Regions from separate parts of the Hordeum vulgare genome. Here region 2 is linked to region 1. The links are chromatin contacts, called in public Hi-C maps. All regions are on one chromosome and are shown on one strand. Each heading gives the region's core, a stretch centred on a gene start, on an enhancer-like site or on the middle of the called end of the contact. The rest is flanking DNA. Distances are from core to core; before and after follow the strand shown.

Region 1 (5,420 bases), core at 1,861-4,360:
ATTTGTCACTCCGTGTGACGAAGAGGTATCTCGGGGCCCACTCGGTAATACAACATCACACACAAGCCTTGCAAGCAATGTGACTCATTGTAAGTCACACGATCTTGTATTACGGAACGAGTAAAGAGACTTGCCGATAAACGAGATTGAAATAGGTATGCGGATACTGACGATCGAATCTTGAGCAAGTAACATACCAAAGGACAAAGGTAATGACATACGGGATTATATGAATCCTTGGCACTGAGGTTCAAACGATAAGATCTTCGTAGAATATGTAGGATCCAATATGGGCATCCAGGTACCGCTATTGGATATTGACCGAGGAGTCCCTGGGGTCATGTCTACATAGTTCTCGAACCCGCAGGGTCTGCACACTTTAGGTTCGGCGTTGTTTTATGCATATTTGAGTTATATGGTTGGTTACTGAATGTTGTTCAGAGTCCCGGATGAGATCACGGACGTCACGAGGGTTTCCGCAATGGTCCGGAGACGAAGATCGATATATAGGATGGCCTCATTTGATTACCGGAAAGTTTTCGGCATTACCGGGAATGTACCGGGAATGACGAATGGGTTCCGGATGTTCACCGGGAGGGGCAGCCCACCCCGGGGAATCCCATAGGCCTTGGGGGTGCCGCACCAGCCCTTAGTGGGCTGGTGGGCAAGCCCAAGAAGGCCCGTGCGCAGGAGATAAGAAAAATCAAAGAGAAAGAAAAAAAAGGGGGAAGTGGGAAGGAAGGGAAGGACTCCACTTTCCAATCCTAGTTGGACTAGGATTGAAGGAGGATTCCTCCTCCCCCACTTCGGCCGACCCCCTTGGGGCTCCTTGAGCCTCAAGGCAAGTCCCTTCCCCTCCCTCCTATATATACCGAGGTATTAGGGCTGATTTGAGACAACTTTGCCACGGCAGCCCGACCACATACCTCCACGATTTTTCCTCTAGATCATGTTTCTGCGGAGCTCGGGCGGAGCCCTGTTGAGATAAGATCACCGCCAACCTTCGGAGCGCCGTCACGCTGCCGTAGAACTCATCTACCTCTCCATCTCTCTTGCTGGATCAAGAAGGCCGAGATCATCGTCGAGTTGTACGTGTGCTGAACGCGGAGGTGCCGTCCGTTCGGCACTAGATCGAAGCAGATCGTGGGACGGATCGCGGCACGGTTCGTGGGATGGTTTGCGGGGCGGATCGAGGGACGTGAGGACGTTCCACTACATCAACCGCGTTTATTAACGCTTCTGTTGTGCGATCTACAAGGGTACGTGGATCGGAAATCCCCTCTCGTAGATGGACATCACCATGATAGGTCTTCGTGCGCGTAGGAAAACTTTTGTTTCCCATGCGACGTTCCCAAACAGTTAGCGCAACCATAACTGGGTGACCCATTTCATTCGCGTGTGTCCAGTTGGGTCAGCGTGGACACAAAGCTCGGCTCAACGTGGCGACCCAAACGGACGTGCGCTTGTTTTTTGTCCGCACGCGACCCACTCCGGAACCAAATTTGGGCCGCATTTGTGTCTGTGCGGACACAAGACGGACTCACGTGAAGCCCACCCTTCTCCTCCCCTGGCCCGCTAGTGGGTGGTATGCGGGCGAGTATCATCTTCCTCCCTTCGCCTTCGACTCATGTGGCCGCCCCACCTCCCGTCGCCGCCGTCATGTTCCGCCGATGTCGCCATCCATCCATCCATAGATAGGTCAACCTCCCGATATCCTCATCTCCCTAATAATGTTGAGATCAATGGCCAGAACTACAACAAAGGATACTATCTAGCTAACGGTATCTATCCACATTGGACTATTCTTGTCAAGACAATCCTCAAACCCTAGAAGAGAAAGGAAGAGACTTGCCCAAGGGCAAGACAGTGCTAGGAAGGATGTGGAGCGTGCCTTTCATGTTCTGCAATCTTGATGGGCTATTGTTCGGTATCCTACAAGAACTTGGAGCACCGAGAAGCTTTTGGAGGTGATGAATGCATGTGTGGTCATATACAACATGACGAGAGGATGAGCGCCCATAACATCTCTACAATCAAGAGTTTCAGTTTCACGGTGATAATGTTGTGCCTGAGTATGGAGTAGCGGCAACGTTACACATTTCACCGAGTTTCGTCATCAGATGCGTGATTGGAAAACTCACATTCAGTTGTAAGATAATTTGGTTGAATATATGTGGGCTCATTGACAACCACTAGATGTATCAGCCACCTTTTCTATCAAATATATTTAAGATAATTTAATGTTTATTCGTCTTGTAAACTGTGAGATATTTATGTGATTCTAGAACAATGCAATATTTGTATTTTTATTGAACTATGTTAATTTAGGATCAAATTATATACATATGTGACAAATGGCTGCAAGCTGGCGGACAAAAAATGGGTGACATGTCCGAAAAACAGGGCGGACATGTCGAGCCAAACGGATAAAACGTGGACAAACCGTGCCGCGCGTCCGTTTGGATCTCCTCGTTGGAGTTACTAGACCATGCCCCGCGCGTTGCGACGGTAACCTTGTTAAAAATGTATGGATAAATGATAGAAGACTAAAATTAATGAAAAACAAATATAAATGTTTCTTACATTACTTAATTCTTTAGAAAAAATTAATGCATGACTTAATTCCGTACGCAATGTCGTTTTCCTCTGAACCAAGTTTACGACAAGCTCGATTATTGTGTTGCTGTCGGAGCATCTGTTTCGGCTTCGAGCGCAAAAAACGGTTTTTTCCCACGCATGACTAAGATAGCGTGTGTTGGAGATGCTCTTAGAGCATCTACAATAAAACGCCTTAAATGACTTCTCATACGTTCGTGGACATCCCCTGTCAATGACCGGACACAAGAGAGAAGGGAAAAAGTGACTCAACCGAAACTCTCATATCAAGCATATACGTGCGACCTCTCCGCGGATCCTCGTATCCATCTCAAATATAAGGAGGACACGAGGGCTTGCAGAGGCGCCCGGACACGCCCGATCAGTCTATCACGTAGGACGCTACCCGACACGAGTCCACATTTTTCTTTTCTTTATTAATTTTTTTCTCTCTTCCTTTTCATCAATCATGTATCAGTGACTGGACATATGAGAACGCAAATGAGAAGTATGTCTACGCGGACCGATAAATAAGGGATACATTTAGTAGTTAACCTGACACGTTCATAGATGTTTAAAGGATTATATTTGCAATGTTCGGATATAGATGCTTTTAGCCCGTGTGGATTGTCCGTTTGGACAAAAATGCGGACGATTTTGGGGCTGCGTTGGAGTTGGCCTCAGGCTGCCGCTATTTAACCTTGTCCGGTCCCTCGGCCCCTCACCGTGGTCGTGCTCGTATTTTCTTTTTCCTCGCTGGTCCCCTGCTCCACCTCTCCACCTCGTACTGTCGTACAGAGCGAACAGAGCGCGCACCGGCGGCCGGCGAGGGCGCATGGTTCGCCGCAAGTTCCGGCTGTCCGACATGATACCCAACGCATGGTTCTACAAGCTCCGCGACATGCGCCCCCGCGGAGGCGGCGGCGTTGGGGTGCATCATCGGTCCTCCTCGGCTCGGTCCTACCAGCCGCCGTCGTGGAACCGGGAGTCGTCGGCTCGGTGGAGCGTGGAGGCGGCGCCGCAGCCGCCGTCGTCACGGTGGAACAGGGCGGCCGACAACGACGTCAAGCAGCCGGAAGCCGACGTCGAGCCGCCGGTCACGCCGACGAAGGGGTCGCCCCGTGCCCCGCTCCCTCGCAGGGCGTCGTACTACTACTCCACCAGAGACAGGGAGGTCCCTGCGCCGCCGGCTCCGAAGCCGCCCAGGGCCAAGGACGCGCCATCGCCGGCAAGGAGCTCCAGGAGGCGCCACAGGGTGGGCCACGCGACTGGAGAAAGAGCACCTGCGTCAGCGTCGGTGCCGGCCCAGGGAAAAGAGCCCGTGGTCGATGCAGCCGGCCGGTCTTGTCGCCGTCGTGACCTGTGCATCAAGAGTGACGGCGGGGAGCCCCGGAGGCCAAGGGCGACAGGCCCGCCGGACGACGGCCTCAACGTCAAGGTGATCGCGTCGCATAACGAAATCATAATCGACCTGCAGGAAAAGGACACACCCGAGAGAAGACTCCGGCCAATCGTGACCAGGCCGGCGAGGAGACAACCTAAGCCAAACGAGCAGGATGGCAACAACGTCGACCTCGCCGACGTGACCGCAAGAGCAAGTTGTGCCTCCGAGGAGAGCAGCATCAGCAAGCCGAGACTGTCTTCGGCATCGTTGTCGGGGCGCCGCCGCCTCAAGACGCTCGCCAAGAGCCCGCGTCTGACCGCCACCGGCAAGAAAGTGAAGCCGCCGGCGCGAAATTGGACGGCATCACCGCCACTGCTGCCGGCGCCGGTGATTGTGAGCAGCTACCCGGTGGTGAAGATGTCGGAGGACCCAGGGCAGGACTTCCGCGAGTCCATGGAGGACATGATCAGCGCGAAGGGCATCCACGAGGCCGAGGACCTGGAGGACCTCCTCGCCTGCTACCTGTCCCTCAACGACGCCGAGCACCATGACCTCATAATCGAAGTCTTCGAGCAGATTTGGGTGAGCCTCGCCAGCGCCAAGCCGTGAAAGCCGCCGGCCATGGCAGCTCCGTGGTGCAGCAATGGTGGATCCTATCCTTACTATTGCTGCCACATTAATTAACTAGATTAATTGCGTCTATATCTCGTTAATGACAGCGATTAATAGGAGATCTCCATAGAAGGAAATTTGCAACCCTCCTGCGTCTGCAACTCTGCATGCATTGTTCATCTCCATAGAGCGAGTGAATAAAATAAAAGACAAAGCTTTTGTTCTTTCCGTGCTCGGTGTGATTCTACTTTAATGGATGCTTGGTCGCGTGATGATGGTGTGATGCTGCTCAATGTGTAGAGCACTGCACTTGTGAACTGGATTTATGCCAGTAAGACAGAAACCGTCACTAGTGACGTTGTAGTTTGCTTCTACGTTGGAGGATCTCGTTCCTTCCCTCATGCCAGTAAGGCACTAACCGTCATTGGTAGTATCTTTATTTTGGACGCTCGTCACTATTAGTATAGTTTGTTTTGTTTTTATGAAACAAGACAAAAGATTTTTTTTTAAACAGAGTCAAAAGTTTTTCTTTCTTTATTCATTTGGAAAAAGTAGTTGTCCAGTTAATTGATGGAACACCGTGCGAAGACCGATGGCAAAGGATTAGCATATACTCCTGCATGCGCAAAAAAAAAAACACCAGGAAGGATTAGCAGTGGAGTAGCACGACTCTTACTGAGTTACACTGTTACTGGCATGGATGTCTGTAGCATGCAGTAAACTACTTCAAGAAGAACTTGCTGTATGTAGCAAGTTGAAATGGTCCGATCGACCAGGATGTGTTGTAGCCAATCAGATCCAGATGATCGTAGAGACAGAGTGCGACATA
Region 2 (5,420 bases), core at 1,898-4,397, 140 kb before region 1:
CTCGGAAAATGGTCAATGTCTAGCCTAAAAACGTTAAATGCATAGATGAAAGTGTTTAACATGTATTTAAATAAAAATAAAGCATGTATTGAAAAAGTGAACTGACAAGAAATTGATGGAAACCAATAGAGAAACACAAAAAGAAAACCCGGAGAAAAATAGATAAAATATGCCCTACATGACGTGTTGGCTCCTCATGACCATTTTCCAACCTTTGCAACATCATCAACGTTGCAGGAGTATCTTTCGTAACATCAACTATGTTGAAAAAAAGGTGAGGATAAAAAATAATGCAACACAGACGCTATTATAAAAAGAATATGCAACAAAACCTCAGCTGTAAAAAAATTCTGCAACAAAACATGAATTGCAATAAATCCTGAAACAAATTTTTGTTTACAGAAAATTTATGCAATAAGACCTATGTTACAAATAATTTCTGTAACAAGCCCTATGTTGCAATGATGAAGGGCATCGATACGCAAGATCTGACGGCCCACGAGCACCTGATCTTTTAAAAAAGATCAGCCAACGAATGCGTAGCACGCCCCATAAAGATATGGGCTTGCTGCTACATACGCCGGCCAATTGTTTGGTTTTCCTTTTCATTGGTTTTGAGAAGGTTCTAGTACATTCCCAGAACCGACTTTTCTTTGCGTTTTTCTTCTTATTTTATTTTTAAAATTTTCTAGCATTACTTTGTGAACATTTTTTGAAAACAGTAAATATTTCTAACATTCAGATTTTTTCGGATTTATTAACATTTTTGATAATAGATTTTTAAACTAATTTCTCAAATCAATATTTCTTGTAAAAAACTTGGGAATATTTTCAAATTGGTGGTTTTGTTAAAATTTGATAATATTTTTAGATTCATTAACAGTTTTAGAAATCTGGGTATATTCACAAATTCATTAACAGTTTTTGAAATTCGTGAATATTTTTGAAGTTATTGACGTGTTTGAAAATCTGATAATATTTTTATGTGAAGGTTGGGCAGTATGATTTTTTTTAAAGAATATATTAATATCGCGAATATATCAATTACATCAAGCCTCTGCACCTACAAGATGTCACCGAGACATCAACGATGCACACAACCAAAGAAAGAAAAAAATAAATGAAAATAAAGGTCCCATCATAGTGATCAACTTTTCTCAACAACAACACTCATACCACCACCAAATACAACATTCAGAAAACATAACAGTTCTTCAAAAGCAACACTTTCAAGAAGGGAACAGTGCATAAGAGCCGTCGTTGTCTGATCAAAGATCTCAGTTTTTTACCCTCGAGAAATTGTGCGCTCCCAAAACCTTAGATTTTCACCCTGAAAGTCACGACTCGACACCCTCAGGAGTACCATTGAAGCTGAAATCCTCCACTTTGCCGCCCCACAAATCGCTGTTGCTCCCCGGATTCATCTAACACCTGGTTGTCTCCATCGCCTTCAAGGTTCCGTCCGTGTAACTGATTCTCCGATATCGGCCATGATGGCCTTCTCCACTGCTGTCTCCACCATGAAAATCAAGAAGACGACATGTCCCAAGGTGTCATCAGTCAATAGAACTTCGCGCCACGTCCTCAGAACCTCGTAGGCTGATATGGATGTACACGAACAGAATCTAACCGATCCAGATATCCTAAGCAAATTCTTCGACGACCGTTCCAAAACACGTCGATGGCCAGATCAAGAAAGACCAATCTAGAAGGTCATTGCCGTGATGCGAGAAAGCACGAGGACCCCAACCGGGACTAGACGACGGATCATGAGATCCGCCAAACCAGCCACAAACCGTCCGACCACCTTCGGCGGAGGAGGAAATCACCACCACTATAATCCTCGTGATACGTGACAGAATCAAGAAACCATCGCGAACCGTCACCGTAGCCGATGATAGAAAGCAGTTCGTGATGGTAGCAGCCCGCCTTTGTCAGGATCGAGCCCATGCTGCCACCTCATGCCTTCCCTGCCGAATGCAGCAGGTCTCCCGACGCTTCCCGGCTGCAGCTGCCCGCCATCATCGCCGCAAAGGACCAAGATAAGGCCGTCGCCTCAGATCCCGAAGGTCAGAGGAGGTCCGCCGGCGACAGGGGACGAAGAGGGAGGCGCGGTCGATCGAGAGGGACGTCGGTTGTGGTCGTCCGGTGCGGCCCGACGTCAGCCGCACGGGGTCGGCCACACTAGGCGGAGGAAGGGGCAGTATGATCTGAAAGGAATGCAACGAATCACTAAGGGAGCATTCGATCGGACTCGAAACTCTGTTAAATGGACTGCCGGCATTGCAATAGGTCATTCCACCATGAGGCGGTCGATGGGAGGGCGAGCAGCAATGGTTGTAACCAAGCAGCAGGCTCCGGCTGATGGTTGTCTTCAGATGAAGGTAGATGCCAGCTTCTCGGACACAAGTAAAGGTGCAACCGGTCTGATCTTGCGGAGTCATGAAGGTATCATGTTAAGGGACCAAGCAATCTAGTATGGTCGAGCTGCTAGTGCACTGATCATGGAGGCGCTAGCGATTCGTGATGGAGTCAGACTTGCTTGTGACTTAGGCTTGCAACAGACCATTTTCCGGGAATTGCTTCTGTTCTCCGGGAATGCCCACCTGAAGAAAACGAGCGTAGTTAGAAAATTTAGAATGCCCACCTGAAGCAACTACTCGTGACCTTTCGACGCCAGCGACCAGGCAGCAACCGATGACCTGAAAGCAACACCAGCCTAATCTCCTTCCATCGTGACACGCAAGCCAGCACCATACGAACGACTTATCCAGTTATCTCCGACCCAGGGACTCGACGCTGCCCCTCCATTTCGAGTAAGTCGCGACCCACACTCCCACCGCGATGAAAAGCACCAATGTGACAACTAACGAGATCAAATTAAATCTGATCAACAGACATGCTAGGCGCTAGGTGGGCAGAGGCTGGAGACCAAAAGATTAGGAATCTATTACAGTTGCTAGGCACTAGGTGGGCATGCCATGCCTAAGTGCAACTGTTGTGACAAAGATTTGGCAATGGAGCAACCACTCAATAAAAGAGCTGGATGCCAAAGCCTCGGGAAAGTTACAGGCCAAAAGCTTGGAGCTGCTGCGGCACAGCGTCGTTGTCAACGAGCAGCACTCAAATGATTGCGCAGCCTAACCGGGAGCCCACCGGGGGCTATGCACGTGTACATGCGGCTGTATGGATGCATGCCAGGTGATAGTGTCAGGTCCGGTGATTTATTTCCACCCGGAAAGTTTCTATTGGGCTTTCATTTGGTTCTAGACCCAGGGAAGAAGAGCCGAGCTGCTTTCCGCCGCTGCCTCCTGCCTACATTCGTTCCTGGTTGAAATGATCGACGGAAGAAAACATTTTGTTGTCAAGAAGAACTGGTTGTTGGGGATCTAGCTACGTAGGCATCCACTCCAAACCTATCTTGCATGGGCAAAATGTGTGTCTAGAACCATTTGAGTAGACTCGAAAGCGCTAGCAACAGGCACTGTTGATCAATGATGAACGGATGGCATGTCATGGTGTACGTATGGACCCAGCTAGTGTTGTGCTTCCATCTTTGTGCTCAATGTTTGATACTTTGTGCGGCTCTCTTTTGATCGGATCAAATCTTCTTGCGGGAATTGATCTGATCAATTTCGATATGATCGGCAGCGGATGCTCGATAAAGCAAAATTATAGGGGATCGGCAAGCTAACGTACGACTGTGAAATTACTCGGCGATACAATACTTTGGGTGAAGGTGTGTTTGGATCCGGCCCAAAATGTTATATTATCAATTTTTGTGTGACCCTCAAATTATTTTTTTGGCCATGACCAAATAAATTGGCTGTTCCCTAAGAAAAGAAATACGCAATGCATACCCAATCGCTCATACATTCATAATGCACGCACACTATACTTTCCTATGAACACCACGAGCTGACACATCATGTCGAGATTGACGAAGTTGTCACATACATCTTTGTAGTCGACGAAAGCATCTACGAACACACATCACCGGATAACCCGATATAAATCTAAGAAAATGCAGGCATCTAAAACATGAACCCTAATGGATTGGAAATAATACTATCCTTCTAACGATTTAACAACAGGTTGTTCGCAACAATACATTGGCTTCAACAATGTCATGATCCAAACCCTATGGTGTCAAGCTTCCCTAATGGAAAACTTTGTAGACAATAAACACGGGAAAGGAATAACTTTATTGCAAACAAATCTATGGTAGTACTCATTTGAGACCATGCATATCTTGATATGCATTTATACTAGCAGGGGTACTAATACAAGGGAACACATGGGTTTCAACATAACTAACAAAACAATGGTACAGGAAATCACTACACATTCTGTTGCTTTCATATATTTCACTGCTGAAACTGCCATATCAATTGTTGTCGTTGCCATCGGCGAAATCAAGAGTTAGCTACAACAATAGGAAATTCATCCTCAAACCGATTTATACTTCCCCTCCTGCGACAACTTGGTCATTGTACATCATGGTATACACTGTCAGCGACATTCACATACAGTCTCTACATCATATTGTTAAGTTGAGTTATGAATAAATATATCATTCATCATTATAGAGTGTTGCTTTTACCCTTGATAGATCAAATAATATTCGAACAATGAAAGTGTGAGAAAAGGAAAAAGAAAAAAAGAAAAAAAAAGTATTTTTAATACCACCCCATATATTATTTAATTAAAAATAGTAGAATAATTTGATACAACAATCAAAACCCAAGGCGGAAAACTATTACAAAGAATACCATTGGACCTATTATCAAAATTGAATTTCACAATCTGATGCGCTACCTCACTGGCCCGCTTATTAACTTCAAACAACCTAAAAACGGATACATCTTCTTGTTGGAAATATGCCCTAGAGGCAATAATATTTGTTACTATATTTTCATTTTCATAACTAAAAGTTTATATTTTGTGCTAGAACTGCAATGATTCTGGAATATGCACTTCAGTGGAAAACTCATATGCACGTGTGGAATGATAAATGGATAAATAGAGATTCATAGTTTTGCCTCTTTGACTCGCTCAAGTGTTCTTGGCGATCATTTTTTCTGGATCTTAGGATGTCGTTAAGCTCAAGATCGTCCTAAAAGAACATTGAGATTATGACACTAGAAGAGCGATCATATTGAATCAACTCAAATACTTCTTTGTTATAATTTAAGATATTATTGTCTGAAATCAATTGTTATAACATAGTGTTAACATGTGTTTTATGTTCCTTTGACCATGAGAGTATCTTAGTCACTTCTTACCGTTCGATGAGCTTTGGAATTGCTCAAACGTCATCTGTAACTAGGTCATCATAACTAAAACTTATATGTTCAACGTAAAGTTTTACAAGGGACTAGATAGCTCGGAAGTGGGATTTGCTCCTCCGATGATGGATA

What was found. Hi-C and Micro-C count contacts between places; a contact is called where the count stands out from the background.
Region 2: a contact with region 1 is called in a Hi-C map of leaf, with 4 times the contacts expected there. The contact joins the enhancer-like site here to the promoter of LOC123414036 in region 1. A contact is called at or near these places in 2 of 6 Hi-C or Micro-C datasets (leaf and seedling).

The regions. Positions count from the first base shown.
Region 1 is chr1H:454,175,112-454,180,531 of MorexV3_pseudomolecules_assembly, reverse strand. It overlaps LOC123414036 (transcription repressor OFP1-like), which reads left to right and starts at 3,110. Exons shown (of 1, transcript XM_045106633.1): 1 at 3,110-4,819. The coding sequence starts at 3,203. The coding sequence ends at 4,588.
Region 2 is chr1H:454,320,023-454,325,442 of MorexV3_pseudomolecules_assembly, reverse strand. No RefSeq gene overlaps it. Among protein-coding and RNA genes, the nearest start is that of LOC123414036, 150 kb to the right of the region's middle. Within about 2 kb of position 3,147, at least 2 of the 3 cell types and tissues checked have open chromatin away from gene starts, as enhancers often do. A contact at or near this core is called in leaf, where this site is marked.